2 separate regions of the Sus scrofa genome follow, and region 1 is linked to region 2. A link is a contact called in public HiChIP or PLAC-seq data. All regions are on one chromosome and are shown on one strand. Each heading gives the region's core, a stretch centred on a gene start, on an enhancer-like site or on the middle of the called end of the contact. The rest is flanking DNA. Distances are from core to core; before and after follow the strand shown.

Evidence for each region. HiChIP or PLAC-seq counts read pairs in DNA pulled down with a chosen protein or histone mark.
Region 1: an H3K27ac HiChIP or PLAC-seq map of alveolar macrophages shows a contact between it and region 2. The contact joins the promoter of USP3 here to the enhancer-like site in region 2. A contact is called at or near these places in 6 of 47 Hi-C or Micro-C datasets (alveolar macrophages, blood, embryonic fibroblasts and 3 more) and 1 of 2 datasets of contacts at active chromatin or transcription factors (alveolar macrophages).

Annotation. Positions count from the first base shown.
Region 1 is chr1:108,514,110-108,517,590 of Sscrofa11.1, reverse strand. It overlaps USP3 (ubiquitin carboxyl-terminal hydrolase 3), which reads left to right and starts at 1,980. Exons shown (of 16, transcript XM_021094102.1): 1 at 1,980-2,393.
Region 2 is chr1:108,478,917-108,482,270 of Sscrofa11.1, reverse strand. All of the region lies in intron 4 of USP3 (ubiquitin carboxyl-terminal hydrolase 3), which reads left to right. Among named protein-coding and RNA genes, the nearest start is that of USP3, 35 kb to the left of the region's middle. Within about 2 kb of position 1,575, at least 3 of the 83 cell types and tissues checked have an H3K27ac peak or open chromatin away from gene starts, as enhancers often do. A contact at or near this core is called in alveolar macrophages, where this site is marked.

The DNA.
Region 1 (3,481 bases), core at 731-3,230, 35 kb before region 2:
AATAATTATGCTGCTGAAGAGTGTTTTTAAAAGGCAGAGTGTGGGGCACACAAGGGCATCACACACCTGGAGGTAACCTGAAGGTGGGGCAGGGTCGGGAAAGGACTCCCTGAGGAAGTGATGTTCAAGCTGAGGTCTAGATGATAAGGAAACTGAGTCCTTTTGAGGGTGAAAAAAGTAGCATTACACGCCAGGATGAAAGACCCTGGTGAGTCAGTTCCATGGCTAAAAGAAGGAGCATGGATGATAATCGGGGGTAGCTGTCCAGAGGGAAACAGGTTGATCCAGACAGGCTTTGAAAAAGAATCAGTTGATAGGAGAGGGCTGGAGAGCCTGAGCAGAGGGCACATCTATTGTTTATACTCCCCCTTCCTAGGAATTATTCTCACTTGCTGTCATTAAAAAAAAGGGGGGCTATAAATTATTGACTTCCTACTGGGGGTGGCAAGTCTTGTGAATTCTCACGTCTTCCTTTGGAGATAAGCATTGTTTTCTCAGTTTTATAGACATAAAGGGCTTGGAAAGACTAGAAACACTGGCTAAAGTTGGTCCTCAAGTAGGCAGCAGAGCTAGGATTTGAGCAGCCGCACTTTCCACAATTCGGCACTGCCATAAAACCTCAAGATGGCTTGCTCTAACAGCAGTCAAAACTTGGGAGGCAACCAAAGAGTGTTGACCGAGGAATGGGAAATACTGGGGGGGAAAGAATGGGGGGAGAGTAAGGAAGGGTCAACAGAGATGCCGCAGGTGAATGGACACCGTTAGGCAGAGGAGTGCGCGGCAGAAACCAAGTGGTGGCGGGTAGTGTGGGGGATGGCGAAGCGTGGGAAGTGACTGAGAGGGCACTCCTGGACTGTTGCAGGACTGCCCTGTGGGGAGGTGCTCTGCTCTAACCACTACCCGGCCTGGCCCGGTTAATCATTTCCTGACCTTCCTTCCTCCTCTCACCCGGCCCGAGGGATTGCCACATCAGCCTTCCCCTCCCCCTCCCTGCCTCCTGGCCCTGTTGCTCCTTCGCCGGGTTTTACAAGGAGCCCCAACTTTGAGGCAATGTTTGTAATAGCCCCAGACATCCCCAAGGCAGTGCCCCCACAAAGATCGCAGCCTCGCTAGGGCGTAACCCCTGCCCCAGAGGCTGGCCCTATCCTTTTTCCACAAAGAGATCAGAGTGCCTGGGAGCCAATCCTAGTACGGATTAACGGTAAAAAGGGGGATGGTAACAGCTGCTGGCGTGATGGTGCGAGGTTTAAATGAGGTATTATTTGTAAAGTGCCTGGTTAGGAGGCAGCAGTGGGTGTTTAACAATTGTTAGGTCCCTTCTCTTTTCGTCACCTGGTAACAGTGACCGCGCTCTCAGCAAACGCAGGTTAAAACTATCTCACTTAAATTTACACTGAGGGTGAGGTATGAATGTCCGATCGTCTGCTCAAAGTAACGGAGATGGTGAGTCACTGTGACAGGGGTTGAACACAGGTTCATGAGTGCCCACGCGGGACCAGCCACTCAGCACCCAGGTGGCTGGCTAAGGTCACGTGTTCAAAAACTGGAACTCGATCACTATCGCACCTGCCGAAGGGAGCAGAACACTAAACTAGCACTGCTCTGGGACCTATGCACCCCGGTGGGTCTAGGCCCTTAATCTAAGCTTGTGTCTTCCTGTGTAAAAATGGGGCCACAGAGCCTGTCTGCCCAGGTGGTTTTTATTTTCTTCACATTTTTTTTGTGTGGTCAGATTTTCTACCGCGCTGTAGCCAGTCCACCACACACAACGCAGAAGCACTCTTTGTGAGCGCTCGCCCGGCCGCGGTAAAAGCGGCGGACTGGCCCTGTGTGCCCTGGTTTAGCGCCCCACCCTTCCAGGGGCGGGGAAGCCGCGGCAGTCCCGGCCAACAGAGTTGGGAAAGTCACTTCCGAGTGCAGCCAGACCCTGGGCGACCCGCCTGCGAGCGCGGGGACCCCCACCCCGCGGGAGAGGACGGGGGCGGGGCTGGGCTTGGAGGCGGGGCCTGCCCGGGGCAGGGCGGGGCCAGCCTGGGAAGACGGAAGCCCCCAGCCTAGGGGTGGCGGCAGAACCCGGATTCCGGAGTACCACGTTTTCCGGAGCCGGGCCTCAGGAGACGGCGGGCGGGAAAACCCGGCTCCCGGAAGCTTTTGCTTTCTTTGACGCAAGGGCTCGGGACTCAGCTGCCGTCTGCCGAGCGCCCGGCGAGGAGCGACCCCAGACGGATCCTTCTTAGTCCCTCCGCCCCCCACCTCGCCGGGTCCCGGAGCCTCCGTCCTTCTCGCCGCTCTCCGGGTGGCCATGGAGTGTCCGCACCTCAGCTCCAGCGTCTGCATCGCTCCGGACTCAGCCAAGTTCCCCAACGGCTCCCCGTCGTCCTGGTGCTGCAGCGGTGAGTGCGGCCCCAGGCGGCCCTGAAGCGCACCCGAGGCCCCGGCTCTGTGGGGCCTGCCGTCTAGGGGCCGCTGGCGGCCGGCGCGCGGACTTGGGAAGGGGTGAGGGCGAGCGGGGCTCGGCGGCTGGGGAGGGGTACGCGGCGAGGCGGGTGGTGCGGCGGCAGGCGGAGCGGCGGCGGCAGCTCCTTTGTTTCCCGGGGCCCGACGGTCCGGCCGGCAAAGGAGAGGCCCGTGAGGGGCGGGAGCCCGCGGGGCCCACGAGCGCGTGGGGGCGGCAGCGAGCGGGGACCTTGGTCAGCGGCTCGCGCCCCCGCGCAGCCCTGCTGTGATCGGGGGCTGCGCTGGCCCGTGTCCCCGGGTCGGGGGCGGCGGGGGCGGGTGTCCGGCCCCCACAAGGCGGCCGCACGTGTGGCGGGGCCCGAGTTTCGTCCCCTCCTTGACGGGACGGCAAAAGCGTTGCTCTCGGGGCGCAGCTTTGTCCAGGCTGCGGGGCGCGCTCTGGGGCCCTTCGCTACCTGCCTGGGCCCCCCATGCACCCGCGACCCGACCCACGCCGACCGGCGGGAACCGGGACCCGGAGAGGTGCTGAGTACTCAGGCGGCGAAGGTCGGAGTCTTTCATCAGCCAGAAAGGGTGAAGTTTGAAAACAGGCTGCTGGTTAAAAAGCTGAGAAGGCTAATCGAGCAGCTGCTTTGGAGGGGTAGCTCGAGTTGTCTTTCATATCTTTCGGATTGTCCGAAATTGCCTTGGGATTTCCGAGTTTTTGTGCTGTAGGACAGTTATTAGGTTTATGTAATGCTTTTGCATTGCTTAAGCTTCTTAACTCCTTCTGCCAGGCCCCTTCGAAGCCCCAGTACCCCCTTATTGTCTGCTCTAGAGACTTAGGATCGCACCGGCCACACTGCTTTGATTACTTCCTGGTAGGGCCCTGGTGCTGCTGATAGTCTTTGTTTATTAGCTTTGAGAGGATCAATGATAGCTTGGGTTGTAGTGTAAAATTTGAATTGTGCATTTCAAAAATCTTAAATTCGTTTGAATAAATAAAGGGAAGAAAATAGCAATGCTACGTACGATTTAGCTGTGT
Region 2 (3,354 bases), core at 326-2,825:
CAAGTGTCCCCCTCCCCAATAAAAACACATGTTCCTACTGTCCCGTTAACATTTTGTTATATAATCTTAAAATGTTAACTTCTCTGTTTAAAAAATTATTTTGGCAGTCTACCCTGTTTCAGCACAGTTCCACTATCCTCTTCTGTAGATAAATGTCAGGAATTTTGTATGTAGCCTTTTAGGCTAATTTTTTTAAAAATATCACATTCTTTAAAAGGATACTGGAGACCCTGTTCTCTCTTGGTAATATAATACTCATATTTGTATCATAAATAACAATGAAGTATTTTTCTTAGTAGATCAGGTTATTTAGTATTAATAAGGTTACAGTTGATATTCAATAAATCTGTATTCATTTGATATGCTCAAAAAGTTTATTTTATAGTTTTAACTTTATTATGAAGTAAATTGCTTTCCTTGACCAGTAAATTAGGGATAAGTCTTTATTGTTTTAGTCATTGTACTGAATTCAGAAGGTTTTTGAAATTGAGAGGAAAAAAAAAAACAACCCAAGACATTGAAAAGATCCCCCCTTTTTTGGCGGGGAAGCATATAGCCCCTGAATGTCAAGGTAGTACTGAGCAAGGGTGGGGATTTAAAATCCAGCTATCCCTTTCGATTAATGCTTTCTGCTGAAATTGTGTGCTAATCCTTTCTACATCGTCCTTAGTTGATGATTGTATTATAGAAAGGTGTTCATCAAAAGGAAGGGAAAAAGTCAGTGGCTTCCCAAGTTTACACTTTTACAGGTTGACACCATTACATTGTGGTTGTTGAATAAAACATTGTAAGGTTTAGTCATCCAGATCACTACTATGTCAGTGATCCTTTGTGTAGAAGATGTCCAGATGTGGAAGAGACAACCTAGAGGTAGATGAAGATGTCAGTAAAAGTGAAAATCTCCCCAGGATTTTTTTTTTTTTTTGTCTGTTTTTTGTTGTTGTTGTTTGTTGTTGTTGTTATTGCTATCTCTTGGGCCGCTTCCGCGGCATATGGAGGTTCCCAGGCTAGGGGTTGAATTGGAGCTGTAGCTACCGGCCTACGCCAGAGCCACAGCAACGCGGGATCCGAGCCGAGTCTGCAACCTACACCACAGCTCACGGCAACGCCAGATCGTTAACCCACTGAGCAAGGGCAGGGACCAACCCGCGACCTCATGGTTCATAGTCGGATTCGTTAACCACTGCGCCACGACGGGAACTCCTCCCCAGGATTTTTATACAAGACTTAGTGTTCAGTTTATTGCTATTTGCTCTTATAAATTACTCCTTCCTACAAAAGCTGTGTTAGCCAAGCTGTTAAAGTGTTTGCTTTAGTTTTTCCCCCTTTCCCTCAGGACACTTATATACTAGAATGACATAGCTACCTAATTGACAGAATCACGTGTTTCTATAAGATTGTAAGTATTTCTCTTTAGACAGCAGAAATTAAGATCATTCTTGAGGTATCTGTCTCATAACAGTCATTATAGGTCATGTCAACGTGTACGTACCAGATGTTTAAAACATGCTTCTTGATTTTCAGTTAGCAATGTGCGTGAAATACATAATGGGGAAGTTTGGCAATACAACTAAATCCTGTGGCAGTGGGGTTTTTTTGCTGTTGGTAAGATTATGAGGAAATAGTAACTCTTTGAGGAGAGTTAAGGGATTATGTTGCAATTTTCTTAATGGAATGGAATTATATTTGTAGGTCTCTTTAAAAATATAGATTATATACTTTAATTACTTTGTAATTGCATTTTGGAGGAATACCTTTATTAATTAGCATTAGAATTTAATTTGTTTTATATTGGTATAGTGTGTTAAAGTACAAGTTGTTTCATGGGTGAATTGGAATTAAATGGCAAATCTTGAACCTTGGGGAATATACGCCATGGCAGGGGCTTCTTGGATAATTGCCAGTCTTTTGTGTGAAGTTATACAGAGCTGTCTGTGTGGACACCCAGAGCTTCTGAAATGCAGGAAGGGAGCTGCAGCTGGTCACATAACCATCTCATTTGTGGCTTTAGAAGAAAATGCCAGAGAATTACCCTGTAGCATTATACTGACAGCCTAAAGGGAATCTGCAATAGTAGTAAACTGATGAAGCTGTAGTTTAAATTAACATTTTGCCTACACTTCACTATAATTAAGAGACAAACAAAAAAGGTTTTCTTCTGTATGGTGCGTGCGGGCATGTGTTTTTTCCCAGTGCACCTTAGTAGTTTCGCTTCACCTTGTAAATTTTCCTTGTACAGAAATTTCTTGTGGTTAGACTGAATGGTTTGCTTCAGAGGTAGAATACTGGTGTATTAGATTTAATTTGATTATTAATTACTATGCTATAGTAAAAATATTTCGACTGTAGCTAATGTTAAAGTTCCTTTTCCATGTGCTCTGTGCTCTGAAGAAGTTGAAGCTTGTTCTGAGGCTTAGGGTTTTTCTATCCTTATTTTCCCTTTTCCAAGAGTCCCTGCCCTGTCTGATCTTTGCGTATCCTTTATGAAGCTGTCTGCACTCCCTTCTCAGCTCCAATTGTAGCTGAATATAATCTCTCCTAAACTCATAGTTCTTAGGATACTTGTAATTTCCTGCTGCACATTAGTTATTTGTAAATGTCCTTGGGGACTGCAGGAAACATATGTCAAATCTTTGCATCATGCAGAGCAGGCAGTAGATGTTTGAAAGATTGAATTTTGTTAACTATCTTCCAAAACGGGGAAGGTTATACCAAATCTACATTGCTGTGCTCTCCTGATCCTCTTGGAGGACTGAAGAGCTGCAGAACGTTTTTCTTGAAGAAGATTCAAATTACAGCGTATGTGAGCTATTCCATTTATTTCCCGAGAGGAACACCCTTGCAGAGCAGCTCCCTTTACTTCTGATATAAACTAGGTGTCTAGAGGAAGCAGAGATTAACCAAGCAGAACAATGTAAAACTGGGTCGTGATTTCAAAAGAGGGAAAGCAACATCAAAAGGAATAATTTTGTTTTGAAACAAACCCACTCCTTTAGGAGACAAATGAAGATTTTAATAAAAGTGAAAATCTCAAGATTTTCGCACAAGGGCAAGTGTTCACATCAGTTGTATGTTCGGTAATATTTTTTTTCCTCCCACCCCAAATTTCCTCCCTCAGTCAATACAAATAGAATTATTCATAGCATACATTATTATATTCAAAAGAAAGAAAGATTAAAATTGAGAAGAAGCAAAGATTAAAATGAGGAACTTTTATTTGACTTCTTATGTAGATAGACATTTGGAGTTAATAGATTTAAAATACTGAACAAATAATTTCTGGCATCTGACATAGTCTCATCAACTCATCAACAGTAGCTAAATTTCTAAGAATTCAAAATATGAAAGAAATAT